Linked DNA regions of Mus musculus: all the other regions are linked to region 1. Evidence: chromatin contacts called from public ChIA-PET and HiChIP or PLAC-seq data. All regions are on one chromosome and are shown on one strand. The core of a region is the stretch at or near the end of the contact, and the rest is flanking DNA. Distances in the headings are between cores, read along the strand shown. Region 1 overlaps Cotl1 (coactosin-like 1 (Dictyostelium)). Region 2 overlaps Gm32006 (a long non-coding RNA gene). Region 3 overlaps 6430548M08Rik (RIKEN cDNA 6430548M08 gene). Region 4 holds the start of Zdhhc7 (zinc finger, DHHC domain containing 7).

What was found. ChIA-PET counts read pairs in DNA pulled down with a chosen protein or histone mark. HiChIP or PLAC-seq counts read pairs in DNA pulled down with a chosen protein or histone mark.
Region 2: an HNF4G HiChIP or PLAC-seq map of pancreatic cancer cells shows a contact between it and region 1. The contact joins two enhancer-like sites. A contact is called at or near these places in 3 of 39 promoter capture datasets (the C10 cell line, cranial neural crest and frontonasal cranial neural crest), 5 of 115 datasets of contacts at active chromatin or transcription factors (effector CD8 T cells, embryonic stem cells, memory CD8 T cells and 2 more) and 2 of 9 other capture datasets (adipose tissue and embryonic stem cells).
Region 3: an H3K4me3 HiChIP or PLAC-seq map of bone marrow-derived macrophages shows a contact between it and region 1, with 4 times the contacts expected there. The contact joins two enhancer-like sites. A contact is called at or near these places in 2 of 115 datasets of contacts at active chromatin or transcription factors (bone marrow-derived macrophages and memory CD8 T cells) and 2 of 9 other capture datasets (adipose tissue and liver).
Region 4: a contact with region 1 is called in an RNA polymerase II ChIA-PET map of memory CD8 T cells, with 11 read pairs. The contact joins the promoter of Zdhhc7 here to the enhancer-like site in region 1. A contact is called at or near these places in 4 of 115 datasets of contacts at active chromatin or transcription factors (embryonic stem cells, memory CD8 T cells, microglia and 1 more) and 2 of 9 other capture datasets (adipose tissue and liver).

What each region holds. Positions count from the first base shown.
Region 1 is chr8:119,811,006-119,816,373 of GRCm38.p6, forward strand. The region is part of intron 3 of Cotl1 (coactosin-like 1 (Dictyostelium)); the gene reads right to left. Among named protein-coding and RNA genes, the nearest start is that of Cotl1, 27 kb to the right of the region's middle. Within about 2 kb of position 2,111, at least 163 of the 459 cell types and tissues checked have an H3K27ac peak or open chromatin away from gene starts, as enhancers often do. A contact at or near this core is called in adipose tissue, bone marrow-derived macrophages, liver and 3 more, where this site is marked.
Region 2 is chr8:119,417,187-119,422,554 of GRCm38.p6, forward strand. The region is part of intron 3 of Gm32006 (a long non-coding RNA gene); the gene reads right to left. It also overlaps a transcript of Mlycd not described here. Among named protein-coding and RNA genes, the nearest start is that of Gm32006, 9.7 kb to the right of the region's middle. Within about 2 kb of position 2,250, at least 38 of the 459 cell types and tissues checked have an H3K27ac peak or open chromatin away from gene starts, as enhancers often do. A contact at or near this core is called in pancreatic cancer cells, where this site is marked.
Region 3 is chr8:120,122,608-120,127,975 of GRCm38.p6, forward strand. The region is part of intron 1 of 6430548M08Rik (RIKEN cDNA 6430548M08 gene); the gene reads left to right. Among named protein-coding and RNA genes, the nearest start is that of 6430548M08Rik, 11 kb to the left of the region's middle. Within about 2 kb of position 2,389, at least 44 of the 459 cell types and tissues checked have an H3K27ac peak or open chromatin away from gene starts, as enhancers often do. A contact at or near this core is called in bone marrow-derived macrophages, where this site is marked.
Region 4 is chr8:120,099,032-120,104,399 of GRCm38.p6, forward strand. Zdhhc7 (zinc finger, DHHC domain containing 7) reads right to left here and starts at 2,441. Exons shown (of 8, transcript NM_133967.3): 1 at 2,061-2,441.

The sequences.
Region 1 (5,368 bases), core at 861-3,360:
TTAAGTTTTAGGCAGGTGCGCAGGGAATTAGTGGCGTTCATTCCACAAACGCGCCCAGCTCTAGTTGGGAAACACACTGCTACTGTGGTCACTTCTTAGGACTTTAGGCTTTGATCAGATGAGCCCAGGGCCTGGCCCACGTGAGAATGTGAAGCAGGAGGTATCTTATCAGGCAACACTGAACCGTGAGAATTACGTCATTTTATATGCGGATTATGAGGCACAATAAAAACCAAGAAAATCTCAAGGGAAGACAAAGAAAGCTGCAGGATGCACACGAGTCCAAAGGTTGGGAAATTATCCACATAAAAGAGCCGAGGGTGGCATACCTACCTGTAAAGCCAGTACTAGGGAGATGGAGGCAGGAGGCGTGGGAGTTCATAGCCAGCCTCAGATAATAGAAATTTAAGGCCAACAAAAGCCTGTACGGTAAGAGGTACACACACGCGCACACACACACACACACACACACCCCACAGGCATGCTCCTCAACACTGCACATCGTACTCCCACACCTGCATCAGTACTAGGAGAAGGAGCTCAGGCCCTAGTCTTAGGCAAGCAAGCACTCTACCACTGAGCAACATCCCCAGGCCTATGACACCATAATCGCTACACACACACACACACACACACACACACACACACACACACACACACTGTGCTGTGGTACTGAGACCAAGCTACAGTGTCAAAATATGGAAAACTGCAACTATGACCCTAGGGCTGGACACTGAAAGCTCTGCCTGAGAGAAATGAAATCACCCGGGCACAGACACACATGCCCAGACTTCACAGCTACGTGATTCACCCCAAACAGCCAAGCACCCCAGGTAGCTAGCCATCAGATGAGAAGAGAGGGTAAGGCAGACCCTCAATGCATGGACGTTCCAAATGGTGACGCATTAATTAGTCATCGATGAAATTCTAATGCCCGGTGCAACATGGGCGAACAAATCCCTGAACATGGGCAAAAACAGACAGACATGAAGAGCCACCCACTGTCTGGTTCCTCTGACAGGAAATGTCCAAAAAAGGCAAATCCACAGAGAAAGCAGACCAGAGGTGACCAGGGGTGGGAGACAAAACAGGAAACGGCAGATGTCATCTAAGACGCATTGTGGTAAAACTGCACAGTTCGTGGAGGTGACTGCAAGCCAGCAGGGGTCAGAAGAGCAGCTCACTCTGCCCCACACCAGCCCAATGGCAGCTTTTCAGATTCCAAAAGACACCAGGAACTGGTGGCATATGCCTTTAGTCCCAGCACTCAGGAGGCAAAGACAGGTGGCTCTCTGGGATTCGAGGCCAGCCTGGTCTACAGAGCGAGTTCCAGGACAGCCAGGGCTACACAAGAAACCCTGTCTCGAAAAACCAAAAGATAAAAATTCTCAAAGACAATCAAGATTATTTTTCTTTTACAAACAAGACAGAGTCTGAAGACCACAATGCCTGCCCAAGGTCACAGACCTGGGACTACAGCCTCAGAGCAGGAGTGTGGCTCAGTTCAGTGCTTACCTTAGCAGGCAGGAGGGCGCGGGTTCAAGCCCCAGCACTGTCCTCACCCCCAACTACTATATGTAGATATCAAGAAAGGGAGCAAAATGCTTTGGAACTAGGGAGGGGTGGTTAAAGAGCTTACTTTTACATTAAATGGATTTTACATCAATAAAAACCAAAATCAGCAAAGTCGCCATAGCACCAGAAAGATCACGTTCTCGGCTTCCTAGATACCATGAGCAAGGCCACCAAGACATGGCAGGATATGGAGGAGGGGTTAATATTTGCCAAGAGAGGCAAGCCTCACACAATCTGACTGAATCCACCCTCAATACATTAGCCTTTTACCAGGTTACGATAAGGCCCTGGGGGCAGAGCTGAGACAGCCTTATGCAGCCCCAAATTCAAAGACCCTTCCCAGCAGCCCCAGGGCCAGCACTGCTAAGCTTATGCATGTGACCCAGACCATGGAAGGCAGTGGACCCCAGGTCTGGAAAGAGAATAGAGAGTTGTGTCTCAACTCCCAGGCCAGCGGCACGGGGGAGGGGCGCGGGTGCCCCAGCAAGGAAGTCAATGGGGCAAGAAGCCTAAGAGGAAGTTCAAAGTCCTCTGCTTGTTTGACAGCCTTATATGGCAATGTAAAGAAGAACCTGAAGTCTGGGTCAGGAACAAGAGTTTAGGAAGACAAGATAAGGACTAAGAAATCTAAAGGGAAGTTCTAAGGGCTGGGTGCAGCTATGGCTAAAACCACAAGAGCTGTCCCGTGGTCACACTACAACCAGGCAGTGTGGGATGCAAGCCCAGAGAGCAGGAGACTGACTGCCCACCAGTCTGAAGCCAGTTTGTGTTACATAGCAAAACTCTGTCTCAACAAACAAACAGGGGCTGTGCACGTGGCTCAGCTGGCGGAGGGCATGCCTAGCGTGCACAGAGCCCTGGGTTCAAGCCCCAGCACTTCATAAACCTGGCGTGTTGGCGCAGGCCTGTAATCCCAGAGAGAAGAGGATCAGAAATTCGAGACTGGGTGGGGAGATGGCTCAGAAGGTAAAGGCACTCGTCTCGAAGCCTGATGATCTCAGATCCCCGCCCTGCCCCGCCCCCCCCCCCCCCCCATGAAAGGAGAGGCCAGCCCCTGCACGCTGTCCAGACTCCACATGCTGCTGTGGTGTGCACAAATCCCCACACAAAGTTAGTACATGTGACTCCGTCTCAAAAAGGAGATCAGACTAGTGAATGGTACAGAGCAAGAAATGTAAATAGGCAAAATCGTCTATACTCTACCAGAGATACACCACGTACGTGCACACATATTCACTGTCCCAAACTTAAAAAAAAAAAAAAAACACCTCGAACCTTGAGGCACATTTAAAACCAAATCGCCATGAAGCGAATGCTTCCAAGTCTCCAAAGTTGACAGAACAGCCACGTGGGGTCAGCCACACGGGACATTCTCTCCTCTCTGCTGCCACAGAAGACAACTTTGTCTGCAGATTCGTTTTTTATAGTTGCTGCCTGCAGAGGCCAGAGACGGATCCTCTGGGACTATTACTGTGGGAGAGCAGTGTGGGGGTGCCGATCACACGTTCCAGCCTCCCCATCCCCACCCCCCAGGTCACGACCTTCCACTCCTGCTGTTCTGGGGAACCTCAAAGTTAGAAGGCAGAATCAAGAGTCCCTCATCTTGGGTTGAATGGTTTTCCCTCCAAGTGACCAAGGCAGGCAGCTAGCATTTCTGAGGCCACTGGAGCCCAAGCCATACTGTGGTTCCGAGACAGAGCCTGGGTCTTCGCTACGGGCTGATGTCTCTCATCAACAATCAGTCAGACTGCGGCCTTGCTCGCCACGAGCCTGGCTCGGGGCTGATGAACCTGGCTCTGTTCTCCTCACCCCACAAGAGACCACACTGCCCAGCTGAAGTCAGGGGTGTGTGCAGACTCACATCCCCCCCAGCAGGAATATGGTAAAGCCTAGGAAATCATTCCTACCCCTTGGACCACGGTGAGGACTTCATGTGGTTGGACCAATGGCAGTCACTCCCAGTCTTTAGCTAACACCTATCCCCACACCCTACCTGACTCCAGGAACCTTCTGCATCTCCCATACCTATGATCCAGCCCTTCCCTATACATCTTTCTAAATGAGTTTACCAGTTTCCATCCAAGCTCATTTATGGTCTCAAGTGACCTATGGACAGCCCTGGAGACAACGCTGAGGGTCCTCTTTCCTGCTATTCCAAGGGCAGTCCCTCCCCATCTGGGAAATTGGAAGAGGCAGCTCAGGCAGGCAAACAGGCCCCCGCCCCAACAAAAGGCCTGACACAAGTGGTATGCGCTTCCCATCTAGGGTGTGAATTCTACTAACCGTTCCAAAATGCATGGCTTGGGCAGGCACTATGCTGGCTAGTTTTATGTCAACTTGACACAAGCTAGAGTCATCTGAGAGGAGGGAACCTCAATTGAGAAAGTTAAGATCGGACTGTAGGGACGCCCAGAGGACATTTTCTTAGTGTTTGACAGGGGAGGGCTCAACCCATCATGTATGATACAAGCCCCTGGGTTCTATAAGAAATGGGCTGAGCAAGCCATGAGGAACATGCCAGACAGCAGCACCCCTCCATGGGCTCAATACCAGCTCCTGGCTCCAGGTTCCTGTCCCGTTTCACTTCCTGTCCTGTCTTCCTTCAGTGATGAGCTACGATGTGGAAGAGTAAGGCAAACAAACCCACTCCTCCTCAACTTGATTTTTTAAAAAATATTTATTTAATTTATGTGAGTACACTGTAGCTGTCTTCAGACTCACCAGAAGAGGGCATTGGATTCCATTACAGATGGTTGTGAGCCACCATGTGGTTGCCGGGAATTGAACTCAGAACCTCTGGAAAAGCAGTCAGTGCTCTTAACCGCTGAGCCATCTCTCTAGCCTTCAACTTGACTTTTTTGTTTGTTTGTTTTTTGTTTTTTTGAGACAGGGTTTCTCTGTGTAGCTCTGTCTGTCCTAGAACTCACTCTGTAGACCAGGCTGGCCTTGAACTCAGAAATCCGCCTACCTCTGCCTCCCAAGTGCTGGGATTAAAGGTGAGGGCCACCACCGCCGGCTTCAACTTGACTTTAGATAATGGTGTTCCATCACAGTAATGGAAACCCCAAGGCAAGTACCAACCTCAAGATTTATGTGAGGGATCCCTTGCCCTCCGCCTCCACTTCTACTGAGCAGTCAGCTTCAGACCTAAGGGCACCACTGGAGAATTCCCAGGGCCACAGGGGAGACGCCTTCCAGGTAGGTAAGTAAAAGGGGCAGAAACCAAGCGACATCAGCGGACAGCTAAGGCCTGACCCAGGAGCAACACCAAGATCAGAAAGAGCAAGGAGATTTTCATCTGTATCCCTGTACCAACAAGGCCACCTCCCATCACACTCACCCCTACATGCACATGAGCGTGCACACAGAAGCACACACACACACACACCTACCCATACACACATGAGCCTGTTTGCAGGGCTAGATTAAGATACATATAAGTATTCTCTTATCCTTGACTTTAAATTGTTTCTTCCCCTTTTCAGACAGGTTCTCATGAAACTCAGGCTGGCTTTAAACCTGCTGGTAGCCAAGGATGACCCTAAATTTCCGATCTTCCACCTCTCTGGTGCTGTGATTAGAGGTGTCCGCTACAAAGCCTGGCTTACGTGGTGCTGGGGGCCCCCTGAGATCTATCCCCAACCCCGAGCTCTCTTCTGAAGGCTCCCCGACTCCATGGCTTAAACCCAGTTTTCTTGCTAAAACTGGCTGAGAATGGGGTTTAGTCTAAGTTGCCCCATGCTCTCCAGCAGCCTGGCCCTCCAGAGCTTCCGTTCCTCCTCTGCAAACAGGA
Region 2 (5,368 bases), core at 1,000-3,499, 390 kb before region 1:
TCCCTCTCCCTTTTCTCCTCTCACACCCTCCCTCCTCTCCCACACCCTCCCACTCCCACTCTCCCTCTCCCTCCTCTAATATCCTCCCTCCTCCCTCCTACATCCTCCCTCCCTCCTTTCATTTCCTCCTCATTGTTCCCACTCCTCCCTTCCCTCCTCCCTTCCCTCCCTCTCCCCTCCTATTCTCTTCATTTACCCCCACTCCTCCCTTTCCCACCTCTTTCCATTCCAACTCTTCCCCCTTCCCTTTTCTTCCCCTGCTCCTAACCCTCCTCCCTTCCCTCCTCTCTCCTTTCTCTCCTACTACTTCTGCTTCCTTCCTTCCTCCCTCCACACTTCCTGCTCATCTTCCTCTTCTTCCTTCCCTCCCTTTTCTTTTCCCCTCCCCTCCTTTCCCACTCTTCCCCCCTTGCCTATGCCCCCTCATTCCTTCCCTTTTCCCTCTTTACCCCACTTCTGTTCTCTCCCACCCATCTCTCCTCTCTTCCCCTTCCCAGTCCTCTCTCCATCCTCCCATACTTCTCCATCTTCACACTCCCTTTTCTCTGCCCATTCCTTTAGTCCTCTCCTCCCTTCCTCCCCCCCAACTCCTCTTCCCCCTTCCTTCCTCCCCACTCTTCCTTCTCCCTCTCCTTTTGCTCTTCTCATCCTTCTCCCAGCTCCACATCGTCCCCTCTTGCTCTCACATCCTCTTCTGCCCCCCCCCCTCCACTTTTTCCCTATCTCCCTCCAAGCCTGCCTCTGTCCTATATAGTCCTGAACCGGCCTGTCACCCACAAGCAGCTCAAGGAGGCAGGTAGGTCCTACAAGGTGAGCTAGAGCCAGCAATAAGGGCTGGGGGGGCTGGGCTGATCACAGCAGGGCTCCCACCAGCCTCAGCTCACCTTGAAGGATGCTTCATTCTCCCCCCCACCCCCCAGGCAGGGTTTCTCTGTGTAGCCCTGGCTGTCCTGGAACTCACTCTGTAGACCAGGCTGGCCTCGAACTCATAAATCTGCCTGCCTCTGCCTCCCAAGTGCTGGGATTAAAGGCAAAGGCGTGCACCACCACTGCCCGGCTAGGATGCTTTTTTTTCTTGGCCCTGGCATTCCCCTGTACTGGGGCATATAAAGTTTGCAATACCAAGGGGCCTCTCTTCCCAGTGATGGCCAACTAGGCCATCTTCTGCTACATATGCAGCTAGAGACATAAGCTCCGGGGGGTACTGGTTAGTTCATATTGTTGTTCCACCTATAGGGTTGCAGATCCCTTTAGCTCCTTGGTTACTTTCTTTAGCGCTTCCATTGGGGACCCTGTGTTCCATCCAATAGCTGACTGTGAGCATCCACTTCTGTATTTGCCAGGCACTAGCATAGCCTCATATGAGACAGCTATACCAGGGTCCCTTCAGCAAAATCTTGCTGGCATATGCATAGTGGCTGATTATGGGATGGATCCCCGGGATGGGGTAGTCTTTGGATAGTCCATCCTTTTGTCTTAGCTCCAAACTTTGTCTCTGTAACTCTTTAATCCCAGCACTGGGGAGGCAGAGGCAGGTGGATTGCTGAGTTCGAGGCCAGCCTGGTCTACAAAGTGAGTTCCAGGACAGTCAGGGCTAAACAGAGAAACCCAGTCTCAAAAAAACAAAAACAAACAAAACAAACAAAAAAGAATGCTTCATTCTTAAGGGCCCTGCTGACACTGTCCAGACTCGGGGAACCAGCTCACAGCATGCCTTCTGGCAGGACTTTGTGATGCAACAAACAGGTATTTGGGTCCCTCATCCCCCAGATCCCTGTTGCCTCATGGGGGTGGGGTGGGGTCCCCTGGGGGATGGCCAGCTACGCTGAGCCTTCTTCCCCCCACCCCCTCCCCACCAGCAGTCCCTTCCACCAGCTCCGCCACAGAAGCAGTTCATCATCAGGTAAGCAGGCCTGTGGCAGGAAGGGCCGTTGGGGTCTACATGGTGTCAGGGAGCAATAGAGCAGGAAGGTTCTAGGGAGGTGGTGGCCACGCCCCTGAGGAGTCAGGTTGTTAGATGGGGCCCCAAAGCAGGGCTAACTGGATAATCCCAAGGGAGCACAGAGAGCGCCAAGCAGCAGTCTCCTCAACAAAATGGGCTTGCTGGGGTGGGTCCTGCCTCAGGGACTGCACTTCAGAAGATTAAACGTAGAACCCGTGGCAAAGGCCTCGGGCCTGGGACTGACTCACCCTAGCCTCCCCAGGCCGGACTCTCCTCGAGTCATAGGCCAGCTCTGCCACCCAGCCTCTTCTGTGGTTTTGTAGAACAAAACCAGGGACAGCTTGGGCCCAAACAGTATGGAAACTCAGACTCGGCCTCTCTCGATTCAGCCGAGGCTAGCATTCTGGTTGAGTCTGCAAGCAGCGACAGCATGCCCTAGTGAGGGGCTCCCACTGGAATGCACCATGTGGGTGTGCCAGGTGCCTGTGACCCTCCCAGCCTCCCTTGCCCTGTCAGGGTAGACCCCTTCACCCCTGCCCCACTGGGTAAGGCCCAGTTTATAGGCTGCCTGCCTTTCCCCTTTCTCTGTGCAGAGACCCACAGGGTCCTGCTGACCCTAACCCCTATCCACAGAACCCCAACTGTCCCTGGAAGACAGCAGAAAGCTTCAGGAACAGGGCTGCCACCACCCCCAAGCCTTGGGCGGGGCCTGCAGGCTCGCCCTCCTCCCTACATATGCCAGCAGAGGCTGCCTCTGAAGTCTCCGTGCCCTCCCAGTCCCTCAGCCTCTTGCTTCTAAGCCTTTCCTGGTCCTGCCTGTTGGTGGCCCCAGGGCATCTTCAGACCAGATTGAAGCTCTCTGAACTGGGACCTGTCTCTATCATAAATTTGGGCTTCCGGGCATGGTGGCACACGCCTTTAATCCCAACACTTGGGAGGCAGAGGCAGGTGGATTTCTGAGTTCGAGGCCAGCCTGGTCTACAGAGTGAGTTCCAGGACAGCCAGGGCTACACAGAGAAACCCTGTCTCGAAAAATCAAAAATAAATAAATAAATAAATAAATAAATAAATAAATAAATAAATTCAGGCTTCTTGAAATTGGATATAAGCATCCATTCCATGGATAGGTTGATTTCCAGAACACACAGGAGCCAGATAGCCTGGCGGTAGAGGCTTCCATTGTCCAGGGGACTCAGCAGGACCTTCCCTGGCATCCTGCTACTTCCTGATGAGGCGGCTCAGTTGTCTCATTCCTTTGAGCATAGACTCCATGCACACAAGGCAGGACCTGCAGGTCCTCGCCACCACACAATCTCTCCCCCTTTCAAAAGGCCTCCAGGGCTGACAGCACAACTCCCAAACCTTCAAGTTGACAGCCACAGGCAACTGCAGAAGCTGCAGACAGCTGGCTCTCTCCTGGTCCCCATTACCCCGTGAGACTCTGCTTCTGGCAAAGGTGCCACTGGGGATTGTCTCGGTGTGTGGGGGCCCCGGGTGGGGTACCATCACTCCTCTTCCCCGTCCCACTCTTCCTCCCCGTCACATTCTACCCCCCCCCCACCTATGTCACATTTTCCCCCTATAACAGGGGAGAGACTGGATGCAAAGACACAGAATATCCTAGATAGCCACTAGAAGAGAAGCCGATCAGTTGTTGTATAGACTGTGGGGGACCACGCTTAAGGCACCCTTAAGCCTTGCTCCCTCAACCTGCACACCATCAAGCCTGCCCCTCCCCCACCCTCTCCTCCCTGCCCCCTAGGGTTTTCTGACCTTCCCCAGTCCAGTGCCCTGCACCACCCAGAGGGGCTTGTTCCTTTTCATCTTGCCTGCCCCTAAGAACCATGGGGTGGTAGCCCTGTGAGCTCTGCACCCCTCAAAACCCATGTGTATAGCTGGCCAGCAGCAGAGCTCTGCCCCACTCCACCCCATTCCAAGGCTAGCCCCCTTGTGACCTCCGTGGAGGTGCTTCCTCCCAGGCTCCTCAAATAATAAGACCTGGCTTTTGACCTAACTCCCTCAGCACCCTGGCAGGGTTACAGGCTTCCTGTGGGCCCAGCATCCGGAGGCTCCCAGGAACCTCAGTGCTGGCCAGATCATCCTCTTCTGCCATCCAACAAGCAAGCCAGGGCTCTGGTCACCTGCCCTACTGGGCCCCTTGGGCCCCACCAGAGCTGGCCATCTGGTTTCCTTTCTCCAGGGTCAGAGAGATCCATCCCTAAGAGGGAAAGAAGGGAAAGACACCCCACCCCCACCACCCCCGGAACCCACATCCCAGTGTGGAGGATCACACAGACACACACAGGTAAGTGTTAAAGCACATGAAGGGATGGCAAGGGCTCTGGAAAACACAAACCGAGCCAGCGTGTGGGTAAACGCAGGCGCACGCATGCATGCACGCACTCGTATGTGTGTACACACCCAGGCAAGTGTATGTAGAAGCCAGAGAAAGATGTGCATGCCTCCCTCTGCTGCTCTCCTCTGCGTTTTCAATCAGGCTCCCAAGTGCTGAGTTTAAAGGCATTTATTTGCCACTCTGCCCGGCCTTCCCACTACACCTGAAGCTTGAGGTGTGTTGACCTGTCTCCACTCACTAACAACTGGATAACAGGCATGCACAGCCATGCCTGAAGTCTATGTACATTCAAATTCAGGTCCTCTGAATCACGGTACAGCAAGCGGGCTTGCCCACTGAGCCATCTCTCCAGCCCCAGGAAGTGTATGCAGGCTGCTCCTGGGCTGTTTGAATAGAAGCCTTCAAGCTGAGCCAATAAGGATGGTGGACTCGGAAAGCACGTCCCTGGGGACCGTGTGCCTAGGCAGCTGCTGCACAATGTCCCTGAGGCAGGATTGTCGGCATGGGTCAACCATCCAACTCCCAAAGAGGTTTTCAGGAGGAGCTGGTGAGATTTGCTGTTGGTCAGGGTGAGCACTGAGTCTGAGGAGTCAGGGTGTGGGTAAAGCCTTTGGAGTCTGGATGTGCGTGGAGCTGTTTGAGTCACTGAGATAGGAGAGGCATTTGAGGAAGGAAACCCAGTGGAGCTGCTTTGGCACGGAGGTGGCTCTGGCTTGCTTTCCCACATCTGAAGCAATCTGAGCCCAGCAAGAGGGGGGAGTGCTAGGCCTCCTGGGGGTTCATTCTGGGCCCCTAGCGGCTCTCCCTCTCCTCTGCCCATCATCCTTACCTACCCTGAGCAGCAGCCACTGCCAGCAGCCAGCCACACCCAGCCAGCCACAGGCAGCCCTGGCAGTAGCCAGTGGATCGGCAAGGGAACACTGCCTCTGAGCTCCAGGGCCCTCAGAGCCCGGCAAGCTCTGTCATCACCAGCTCACCCACCCTTGGCTCACTGCTGTCCAGAGTAGGACACGGCCATCCTGCTGTGGCGGTGGCAGGCCCGAGCCCTTAGGGCCCAGACAGTGGGCATC
Region 3 (5,368 bases), core at 1,139-3,638, 310 kb after region 1:
CTGCTCGGTAACCCAGTGGGCATGTGGCCAAGCACATAAAGAATCCACTAAGCATGTCGAGGCAGCTCAGTAGTCAGTGCCTATTGGTGACTTTTCTAACAGGGCTGCTTAATGTCCAGGCTTCCTTGCCACCAAAAAAATAATACCCACTTTACCCAACAGTTGTATCAAGGACCATCCTGATTATTCTACTGATGGGGTTTTGGGGAACAGCAAAACAAGGGAAGAATTCAACGTGAAACAACTCAAAGGGTCGGGGTTCTTTGGAGTTTCTGTTGCTTAGGTCTAATGTAGATGAGGCATGTGTAGTGTCACAGTGGCTCTAAGCACCCGACACTAGACAGGGAAGCTCTTGCTCTACAGATCTATAGTGAGAAACCTGGCTGTGATCAAAGGAGAGTGATAGACAGCCTAAAGATCCAATGTGCAGTGGAGAGATGCCCTGCTCTGTTGTAATCCATGGTGCCTGGTCTGTCACCTCTGGTGACATTGGGAAAGTCCTTATCTAGGAGCTTGGCAACTCCATACAGACCCACACTCTCACTCCCTCTTGTCCCAGGTTGGAGGCTCCCAACCTAATGTTTCTTCCTCTCAGAGGACTGAGCAATGGGAGCAGTCTCCACTGAGAGCAGTTGATCTGAGAGAAGGGAAGACACCTGTACAGTGAACTAGAGCTCTGCTGTAGGCAGCAGAGGGGCTGCGTCTGTGCACACAGAGTGGTCCTCGCACTGGTTAGGTGTCCTGAGTGCTGGGTTGGAGGGAGCCTTCTTCCCCATTCACTAGCCAGTGTCACACGCGGACTCTTCGCCTCCATGATTCTGAAGAACGTGTTTATGTTCCAAAGTAAGAGAAGGCTGGGGACCGAGCGGGTTTACCTCCTGTTGTATGTGACTGCCTGTAAGGGAGTTCCAAGCTGATTTTATTATGGTTAAAACAGTTGTCAGTTATATACACGCTGACATGTACAGTTTGGGGAAATACTTGCAAATGTAAGCTGAAGCTTTGCTAGGCTTCCAGTGTTCTTTATCCCTCCCAGTTTTCCAGCTAAGTCTGAGTAAGTCTGCATTAGCGATATAGGGAACATCAGTCCACTCGATCTTCTTGCCACTTTATGCTATCTGCTTTTGTTGTCTTAAATATCTTCTTGTGTCTGGCATGCTTGGGCTTCTACCAGATTTGACTCTGAACTAACTAACTAACTCTCTCTCTCTCTCTCTCTCTCTCTCCCTCTCTCTCTCCCTCCCTCCCTCCCTCCCTCCCTCCCTCCCTCTCTTCTCTGAGGTCAGAGGACAGCCTTAGGTGTCAATCTTCACCTTCCACTCTGTTGAGATGGTTTGTTGTTAGGCAGTGTACATGCCAGGTTAGCTGGCCCATGAGCTCCCAGGGAGTCTTCCCTCTCCACCTCCCATCTTGCCGTAGAAACACTGAGATTTTCTGAGTGTAAACACTGAGATTTTAATTGCATACCACTTCTCATGGCTTTTCATAGGTTCTGAGGTCCTCCTGCTTTGAACTGAGTCTCTCTGCTTGTAAGGCAAATGCTTTAGCCACTAAGCCATCTTCCCCAGCACTAGGGAAACAAGGCTCTTAAGATTCCCCAGGCAAAATCAAGCTCCACTTCTGTGTTGCCATTAGCATCTGCATCTAGAATTGTGGCATTTGTCAGGAGCTAAGATACTTCTGGAATGTCTCTGAGTCCATTTCCCATTTACCTTCGCATCCCTGGGGCCAGCAAGGACCTAATCAATTGTTGTCAAACAAATGACCTGATCTCTTCGGAGTAACACCCAGGATCCTCCCACTTATGGAAAGGAAGGGAAGTGACATCAAGGCAGCAGCCGTAGAACAGGCCTGCTCTGTATCAACCAGAGTCGACTGCCAGTCCAGAGCAGGAACTGTCTTTCCTGTTAGTGTTTCTCAGACTGTGGCCACCAGCCCATCCGAGTGCTGTGGCTGATGGACGGGTCCTTGTTTGTGTTCATCAGCTTTCACTAAGGAAGCTCAATACCAAAAGTAGCTGGATTAAAGAGGACACAGGTTTAAGTGAGAGGACCATACCATGGCAAAGCCTATGAAAAGGGAACGGTCTCATTTTTAGCCTTTAGGATAGGATGAACAGAGTCCTGATGACCTGAGTACCTCTCGTTATGTCTGCCTCTGGATCATTCCCAACCCCTTCCATATTGTCAGCCTGTGGACCAAGCTTGTAACAAGATGGATGTATGCCTTGGAGGAATACAAAGTCTATCTAGCTGTAGTGACATCCACAATCCAGCATAGCAAGGCTGTGGACGCAGCCGCTGCCGGCTCTATTTGGACTTCTGCAGTAGCTCTTTGGCCCCAGGCAGCTGTGTAGCTTTCTAAGCCTTAAGGACTCTACACTCACAGACTGACATAGCAGTGGACCTGGCCAGTGTGGCTTAGTGCCTGGAGCATTGTGAGAGCACAGTGTTAGTTGCCATGACGTTTAATAACCAAGAATCCCTTTATAACTGAGAAGCCCTTGCCCCTGCTAGAAAAGCCCAGCTGGGCTGCCCTGACAGGACTGCAAGCAGCACTGGTTGCAGCTGGCTTTGACTCTTGGGAAACTGGTGATCGGTTTACGCAGCATGCAGAGGAGTGCCCACATCACACAGTCCTGGAAAGGATGCATGAGGGTTTCCTTCAACCCACTCTTCCATTCAAATGCAGATTCAAAAACGTAAAGAACTATGACTGTTTAGGGTTTCTACACTGAGTGACATAAAATCTTTGAAATGTTTAATAAGGGAAATTTAAAGTGCTGGTACACAGCTGTAGTTTCAGCAACTGAAGAGGCTGAGATATCAGGAACACTAAAATGCTTGAGTTCAAGACATGTAGTGAGACCTCTCCCTCCAAAAATCCATAATTCAATAGTATCTCAGATACCAAGTACTGGTGTGCTCTCTGTCTCCATTTGTGTGTGTGTGTTTCTAACTCTCTCTCTCTCTCTCTCTCTCTCTCTCTCTCTCTCTCTGTGTGTGTGTGTGTGTGTGTGTGTGTGTGTGTGTGTGTGTGTGTGTCATTTCTGAGTCTCAGAATTAACATCTCCATTCATGTCTTATATTGTGTCTTTCCCTCTGTGTCGTGTGACTCTGGTGTCGTCCCCCCCAACCCAACCTCTCGTGTGTGTGTGTGTGTGTGTGTGTGTGTGTGTGTGTGTCTTTTCTAGCTCCTGGTATGACTGAGCAGTCTAGTCTGATCAGCAGCCTCCTCTCCTCCACACCGTGTTTCAGGGATTCTAACCCACAAAGTTTATTTAATCTCTTGTGTCAAGCTGTCTGAAGGATCTTGTATGGCATTTTAGGAAGCTGTAAAAGCAAAGTCTGCCCTCCACCCCCAGAATCGGTACAGGACACCAAATTCTTAGCAAGGAGATTTATTACTCCAGAGGGGCAGGAGGCTGGGCTGCAAAGGCAGCAGCAGAAGCAACAAACACAAGCAAACAAGAAAGCAAGAGCAAAACAAACAAACAAAACAAACAAACAAACACCACTCCTGGGGTGGAGGTTTTAAGAGGAAAGGGCAGGCCATGCTGGGGTGAGTTGGTAAATCCTGATTTGGACATATCTGCCGAATCATGAATTTTGATTGTTGGACCTTGGTGTCAGGAATGACTCAGTGACAAAATAATCAAATAGACCTTGAAGGCTGGCTTTAGGGATGTAACGGTTTTTAGCAAGGGTGAAAGGGCAAAACCTGTCCATAATGTCTTCTATGCTCGGATCTGCTAGAGTCCCTGCAAGCTGTCTAAATTCAGTATACTCCAGCAAGAGGCATCAAACTGGGGTGAATCACTCCAGGAAAAGCTTATAGAAAATGAGACCGTTGGGGCAGGAAGGCCAGGCGTGGTCTGTCAGACTCAGGCCTTGCTGAACCCTGCCTGCTGTCACTACTCAGGACCCAGCCCCAGTGTGGAGCAGGTAGTGTCAGTGCATCTCCTCCTCTGCCACATAGATGCCTCCCCCAAAAGATTAGGGTGTGGCTCTGGCTACTTGCCTGGCCGTTCTTGCTCTTTTCTTTGAGTTGCTCTGCCCGACTCCTGTGGAGGTATTTGATCAAGTGGAATGCGGCAGGCAGGCACAAACATTCTCTAACTGTCTCCTTCGTGGAGAGGCAGAGGCCAGTTTTGTGTTGCTTATCGCTATCTGTGGCTCTGACTCTTGGGCAATCAGTGGTGAAGGCTCTGGGTCAGTGGTGTTGGTACAGGGAAGGAAGGGGATGGGGGGACGCCTGGCACAATGCAGGAAATCACGGTGACCTTCTGTGTCAACCAGGAAGGGCCATGATATTCAGGGAGCTGACTGGGAGTGGGGCTCCTCCCGGGAGCCTGCAGCATGCATTGTTGCTCCCGGTGAAGACTGAAGCTCCTATTGTCCCAGCGGCTCTAGAAGCATCCGTTCTCCCACCCTGAGAGAGTAGCACTCAACCTTGGGGCAGTTCATCCTGTCACACATCCTGTCAACAGTCCGTGGTGCTGGGACTCATCTAGTTTTCTGTGACACAGGAGTCCTGGGGGCTCCTGGCACAGCTTACTGCCCCTGGGTCCTACTCTTGGTGAGGACTTTCTGTGCTGCCCTGGACTCGTGGCTGTGCCACTGATGTTGAAGGAGAAGACAGCCAGTGTGGGTGTACCCTGCAGAGTGTCCAACAGGATTGTCGCAGTGGCAGCGTGCAGTGTGGGATCTCAGAATCCAGTTATCGTCCTGGCAGTAATGCATCTAGCCTGTCAAGCGAGAGGGCTGTATTCCTTGTTAGCCCTGGGTCGTTGGCACTTCCTGAAGAAGCCTGGTGGGACTCGTCCTTGTGTCCCTGTGAGTTCTGCCCCTCATCCTCTCACTCGGTGTCTTTCTTACTATGCAGTGCTACCTTTCCCATGCGGCCACCTTCTCGGAAGTTGCCTGCCCTGTCCTGTTCAAACCTAGTGTGCTTTTGAGCAAGGATGCTTCCCCCACACCCCCAATGGCAGAGGATGAGAAGCCCCAGCTCTCCTCCCTCCCTCCTAATCCAACCTGCATCCCCGGGCAGGCAGGGAACTTATAGCCGACCTTCCTGGTTTCCAGCCCCTCCCCAGCTTCCAGACCTTCACTGAGCTTCACTGCTGGCATGGAAAAGCGAGACTGTAGGCGGCAACATCTTTCTTCTTTGTGGGGCTGCTGATGACAGAGCCTGAGGTGACACAGAATCTCAAAGGACCAGGTTCGGGACTGCCTGTCAGGGAGAGCTGTACCTGAGGTAGCTCAGGACAGGGGAAACCTGGGGAAAGTTGGGTCTGAGTACCAAATCCAGGGCCCATGTGGGTGGGCATGTGGTGGGTGCAGCTAGCTGCTGTGTCTGGAATCTCTAG
Region 4 (5,368 bases), core at 1,191-3,690, 290 kb after region 1:
GCTGGAGAGATGGCTCAGTGGCTAAAAACACGTGCCATTTTTTCCAGAGCACCTGAATTTCTCAGCTCACAACCACCTGTAGCTCCAGTTCCATGGTATCCAATGGTCTCTTCTGGCCCACATGGGGCAGGTACATACACACACGCATTTATAAATTAATTAATTAATTCTTAAAGCATGTTACGGGTTTTGTTTTGTTTTGTTTTTTGTTTTCCAAGACAGGGTTTCTCTTCTGTGTAGCCCTGGCTGTCCTGGCACTCACTCTGTAGACCAGGCTGGCCTTGAACTTAGAGATCTGCCTGCCTCGGCCTCCCAGGTGTTGGAATTAAAGGCATGTGCCACCACCGCCCAGCACATATGTTACTTCAATAATCAAAACATTACTTTGAAGAAATATTCCTCAAAAGCTGCCTCTAGTAAATCATTACGTGTCACTGCTCGGCAGGTACCGAAGCTAGGAAGCTCTGGGGTGATGAAAAACCACTTCCAATGCACCCAAGAGGTCCCTTTTGTAGGGACTGACTTCGTCTCCTTTCCGCAGGTGAAGAAAGAGCAATCATACTGTCTTATATCACTGACACTCAAGTGAGAAAGTAATAATTTCAATGAGAGTACACAATCTTGCCTGTCCTTTCACTTCACATACACTTCTGAACTGAGGACCACCCCATTAGCTTGGGTCCTTTCCCATCTTGTTTTGCTTTGCTTGGGGTAGGTCCGAACTTTCAATCCTCTCACCTCTACCTCTTGGATGCTGGGGCTATACCTGCCTTCTCTTCCATTCTTAAAAAGGGCTTGATTTTAAGGCATGATGAGCAGCAAAGCCACAGAGTTCTAATTTGTTTGTTTGTTGTTGTTGTTTTGAGACATGGTTTCTCTGTGTTGCCCTCACTGTCCTGGAACTCACTCTGTAGAACAGGCTGGCCTTGAACTCAGAAATCCTCCTGTCTCTGCCTCCCAAATGCTGGGATTAAAGGTGTGCACCCATTACATCCAGCTTAGAGTTTTATTTTTAAGTATATCAACCGACCAAGCGCCCAGACACTCAAGAGTCAAGTGCTGTTGAACAAATTCTGAGTGAAATTATCTCTTCACTTTTTCCCACTCTCAGCCCAGAAGCCAGTAACTCCTTACCAGTAACTCCACAGAGTACACAACACAGTTTCAACACCCCCAACCTGTCTATTTTGTGCAACGTTCAAAAAATGAAATTAACACTCCCATTAGCCCATTTTGTAAAATACCTCCAAGAACCTTTCTCTTTAACCACTTCTGCAGGGGCAAGTATCACAAGGTATCTTTTTTTGTTGTTGTTTCTAAATGTAGCATGAATTAAGTGAAAGTTATAAACAACTTTGGAAAGATCAGAGTGGTGTGCTGGGCAGATTTACCAAGAAATATAAATGACCTCTCTCCCAAGGCAGTAAAATAAACACAAGTGTACTCCCTCACTAAGGGGACTGATTGCAAAGCAGACTGTAGCTTGGATTTGGACAGCGCCACACACACCAGTGAAAGCCGCTACAGTGCAGACTGCTGCAACTATGACTACTCCAATTTAATTGCCACAATAAACTGGCTGTTCACGAGCTAATAAAATGTGCCTATTTAATAGCTAGAAGGGACTTAGTTCTAGAAATAATGACAGCTCAATAGAGTTGAACCTTATTGCCCTGAAAGCTGACCCGATTATCCCAGATGCCCTTCCGGGTAACTACCCTCCTAACACCATGGCCAGGGGCAGGGGGGAAGAGAAGGGAGACCGGCAAAGAACAGAAGAGTCCCGCTAAAGAGAGACAACAGAGGCCTTGGGAAGACAGACCTGCGACGAAGCATGACCATAAAAAAACTTGACAGCTCGCAGACCGGTGACAGCACTTTATGACAGCCACCCTGACGTTAGCTCTGGAGCGCCCAAGGTCAGGCAAAAGGCTGCAGGTGCAAATGGGGCTCGATCCTGCGGGGTCCGCAGAGGAGACTGGAGAGCCCCCGAGGGGACCGCAGCGCGGAGGCGGCGGGGAGCCGCCCGGGGTCGCGGCCGCCGCTCTCCCCGCACTCACCCGAGGCCCGGGCGGGGTCGCCCAGTGCTGAGGCTCCTGGTGGCCGGCGGCTGCAACGGCGCGGGCGGCGACGCATCATGCGGCAGCGCTCATGGCCGGGCCGGGTGGACCCGGATCCGGCTCGGTTCCGCGCTGCTCGGGCCGGCCGGGCCGGTGGGCGAGAGGCAGCAGCCCCAGCAGAAGCGGGAGCCCGACGCCGAACTGGCACAGCCGAGCCGAACGACCCCGGAACTGGACCAGGCCGAGGTCAAGACGCTGCGCCTGCGTCCTTCCGGTCGCGCCGCCCGGGGCTTCCGGGAGGCGGATCGCGGGGAGGCTCTGGCGATTTCATCCAAGACCGGGCTTCCAAGAACTCGGCGGTTCTTGGAGGAGAGGCAGCAGCATCTACGGCAAGACTACTAAACGGAGATCCCCCGGGAAGGGTGGCCCGGAAGAGAAATCAGTGCCTACGGGGCGCCGCGAGGGCCACGCCGCGTTGCCGTTCGAGAGCACTCGATAAGGCTTCCCGCCGCACCATACATAGATGAAGTTTGTGGCGACTCCGATTCTCTTTTTAAGGATGTCGGTGCCAGGTGGAGGAGGGAGAACTACGGAGATGAAGGATAGAGGCGCGGGGGTGGAAGCAACTGAGCCAGAGGGCGTTTGGGAGCCCGAGGCAGCGCCCTGGACCGGAGATGGGACTCCTGGGTCCAGGCTTGCACACCTCCATGCCCAGGTCGCTGGAGCGTCGCTGCGACCCCTTCCTGATGACCGGCCAGAGTTTTGCGGAGGTAGAAACGAGTGTTTTTATAACCTTCACCCGTCCCCTGCCTCTTGAGTCCCCTGACAGACTTAGCACAATTTGTCCAGGGCAGAGAAGTGTTTGGTAGTTAAACTGGCAAACGCAAGGTGTGCTGTGATACTAAAAAGGGCTATAATGACAGCTCCGGGATCTAGCCCATTGGGGTACGCACGCCATCTTCGCTGGGTTTCCTGTCCCCGCGCCCAGAAACTGCTATTCGAGCCAGATTTTTGGAAATAAGGGTGCATTAGATTAACTGCTCCAAAATTACAGCTTTTAAGTTTAGGCATGGAAGTGCACGCCTAAGTCCCAGCACTCAGGAGGCTGAGGCAGGAGGATTCGGAGTTCGAGACCACTCTAGACTATATAGTAATGCCATCTTGAAAAAAAAAAAAGCATCTTTTGGGTTTGAAAAATTATGGTTACATCTTTTTAATCTTATTTAATTCTTTCTTTAATTCTTATGTCTGTGGGTGTTCTGCCCGCATATATATATCTGTGTACCACGTGCATGCTCGAGGAGGGCATTTAGATACCCTGGAACTGGCGTAAGCAGTTTTGAGTTGGCTTATGGGTGCTAAGAAACCAAACCTAGGTTTTCTGGAAGGACCACCTCTAAGCAGACTCGCAGGCTCTGTAGCCCCTTTTGTGGTTACGTCTTGTGCATCCATATACTCACTATGGTACCAACCTTTCAGGTGCCTCTTGTTTGGCCTGCCCTAGGTAGCTATTTCCTCAGGATGGAAAGCGGGGCTCAGGACACCCATAAGACCCGGGAGGTCTTGTGGATCATGTAAGGAGTACACTGTTGCTGGTTAGAGGAGACTTTCTGGAGCCTTGCAGGCTGTGTCATGAGCATGTTTTCCCATGCTAGGGTGGACTTCTCAGTGTTGGCAATGCCTCAGTTACCCATACACCTCTAAATAGCCATGCACTTGTAGGTAACCCCGATGAGCTTAGCAGTTCACTGAGGCGGACCTGAATGGAATTGAGGCAGAATAGAAAGACAGGGACTTCAAGGACCCTGGGAACAGAAAAAAGCCCTCACCCTGACCTTTCTTGCTCGCTGAGAGTTAAGAAACCAGCAAGATTGATAAAGGCAGTATTGCCTCCAGAGACAGTGTGTTTTCCTCAAGACAACACAAACAGGATGTTAAAAACAGGAAATAAATTGTGCACACTCACGGTCAGATTGTTTGTGCGGATCTAGCTTAGCTAAATAATAAAAGCACCTTACTCAGCAAGAGACCCTGTCTTGAAAAATCCCCCATCCCTTGAGGACCTCTGGCCTTGGAGTACCCAGGCAGACATACAAATGCACACACACACACATACACACACACACAAGAATAAAATATAAGCTTGACTTGGAGATGGCTGGAGAGGTGGCTCTGTAATTAATAGCACTTGCTGCTTTTGCAGAGGACCCATGTATGGTTCCCAATACTCACACAATAGCTCACAACTATCTGAGCTACAGTTCCAGGGGACATGATGCCCTCCTCTGACCTTGGAGGCGCATGCTGCACATTCATACATACATACATACATACATGTGTGCAAAACACTCATATACATAAAATTAAAAAAATTTTTTTAAGTTACCAGCTCATGTATTTTACTTAACATTAACTTATGTAATTAGTTATTTTGAGGCAGGATCTCATATAGCCCGGGTTAGCCTCAGACTTACCATGAAGCCTGGGGTTCCATCCCCTGTACTGAATAACCTTGGTAGTGGTCATGATAACTCATGCTTGTAGTTTCAACGCTTGGAAAGTGAAGGTGGGAAGATCAGAAGTTCAAGGCCATCCTCCTTTACAAAATGTTAAGCTTTGATTACTCTTGAAAGCTTATAAACTGCATCTTTTGAAGAATGTGACTTAACAGGCTGTAGGTTGCTATGTGCGGCCATTGTGAAGACAGCTAAGTACGACTTCCTGGAAAAAGCCCACACACCCATCATGAGACTGTATTATCCTTCTCCTCTGTGACTGTCTCCATACTTAATAAAGTCACTAGCTTTGCTTCTGTTCGGTTCATCCTGAATTCCTTCCTACAGCCAAGTCTACGATCCTTCTGTTGAGATCCCGGAGCAGGAAGGGAATTCCTCAGGCTGCTGCCAGCTGTTGGGCTGTATCCCACAACCGCTCACACGAAACGATGTCTTTGGTCTTTCGTTGGTGTGCTATCTAGAGTGGGCAGATACTTGTTCATGTCTCTCCAAGAAAAGCCATGCCAGCAGCCTGCCATCCTGGTAGCTTTGACTCCAGGACCCCTAGCTTGTGGCCAGGCTTTTTTGTTTGTAGTCAGGAAGGAAGGTTTTGTTTCTCTAATACCAAGGCTGCATAGCCACTGTAAGCAGAGTGTGTTTTCAAAGAGCAAGGCGAGAAGCGTCTCTTTCTACAAAGGCAGTGTCAGGTTCTGTACAACGTGATGTGAGTGCATGCCAGCATTCAGGGCGCTCAGAGATGAATCCAGAAGACAGACACAGAAATCCTTAGTCAGGAATGCTGAGATGATTTGC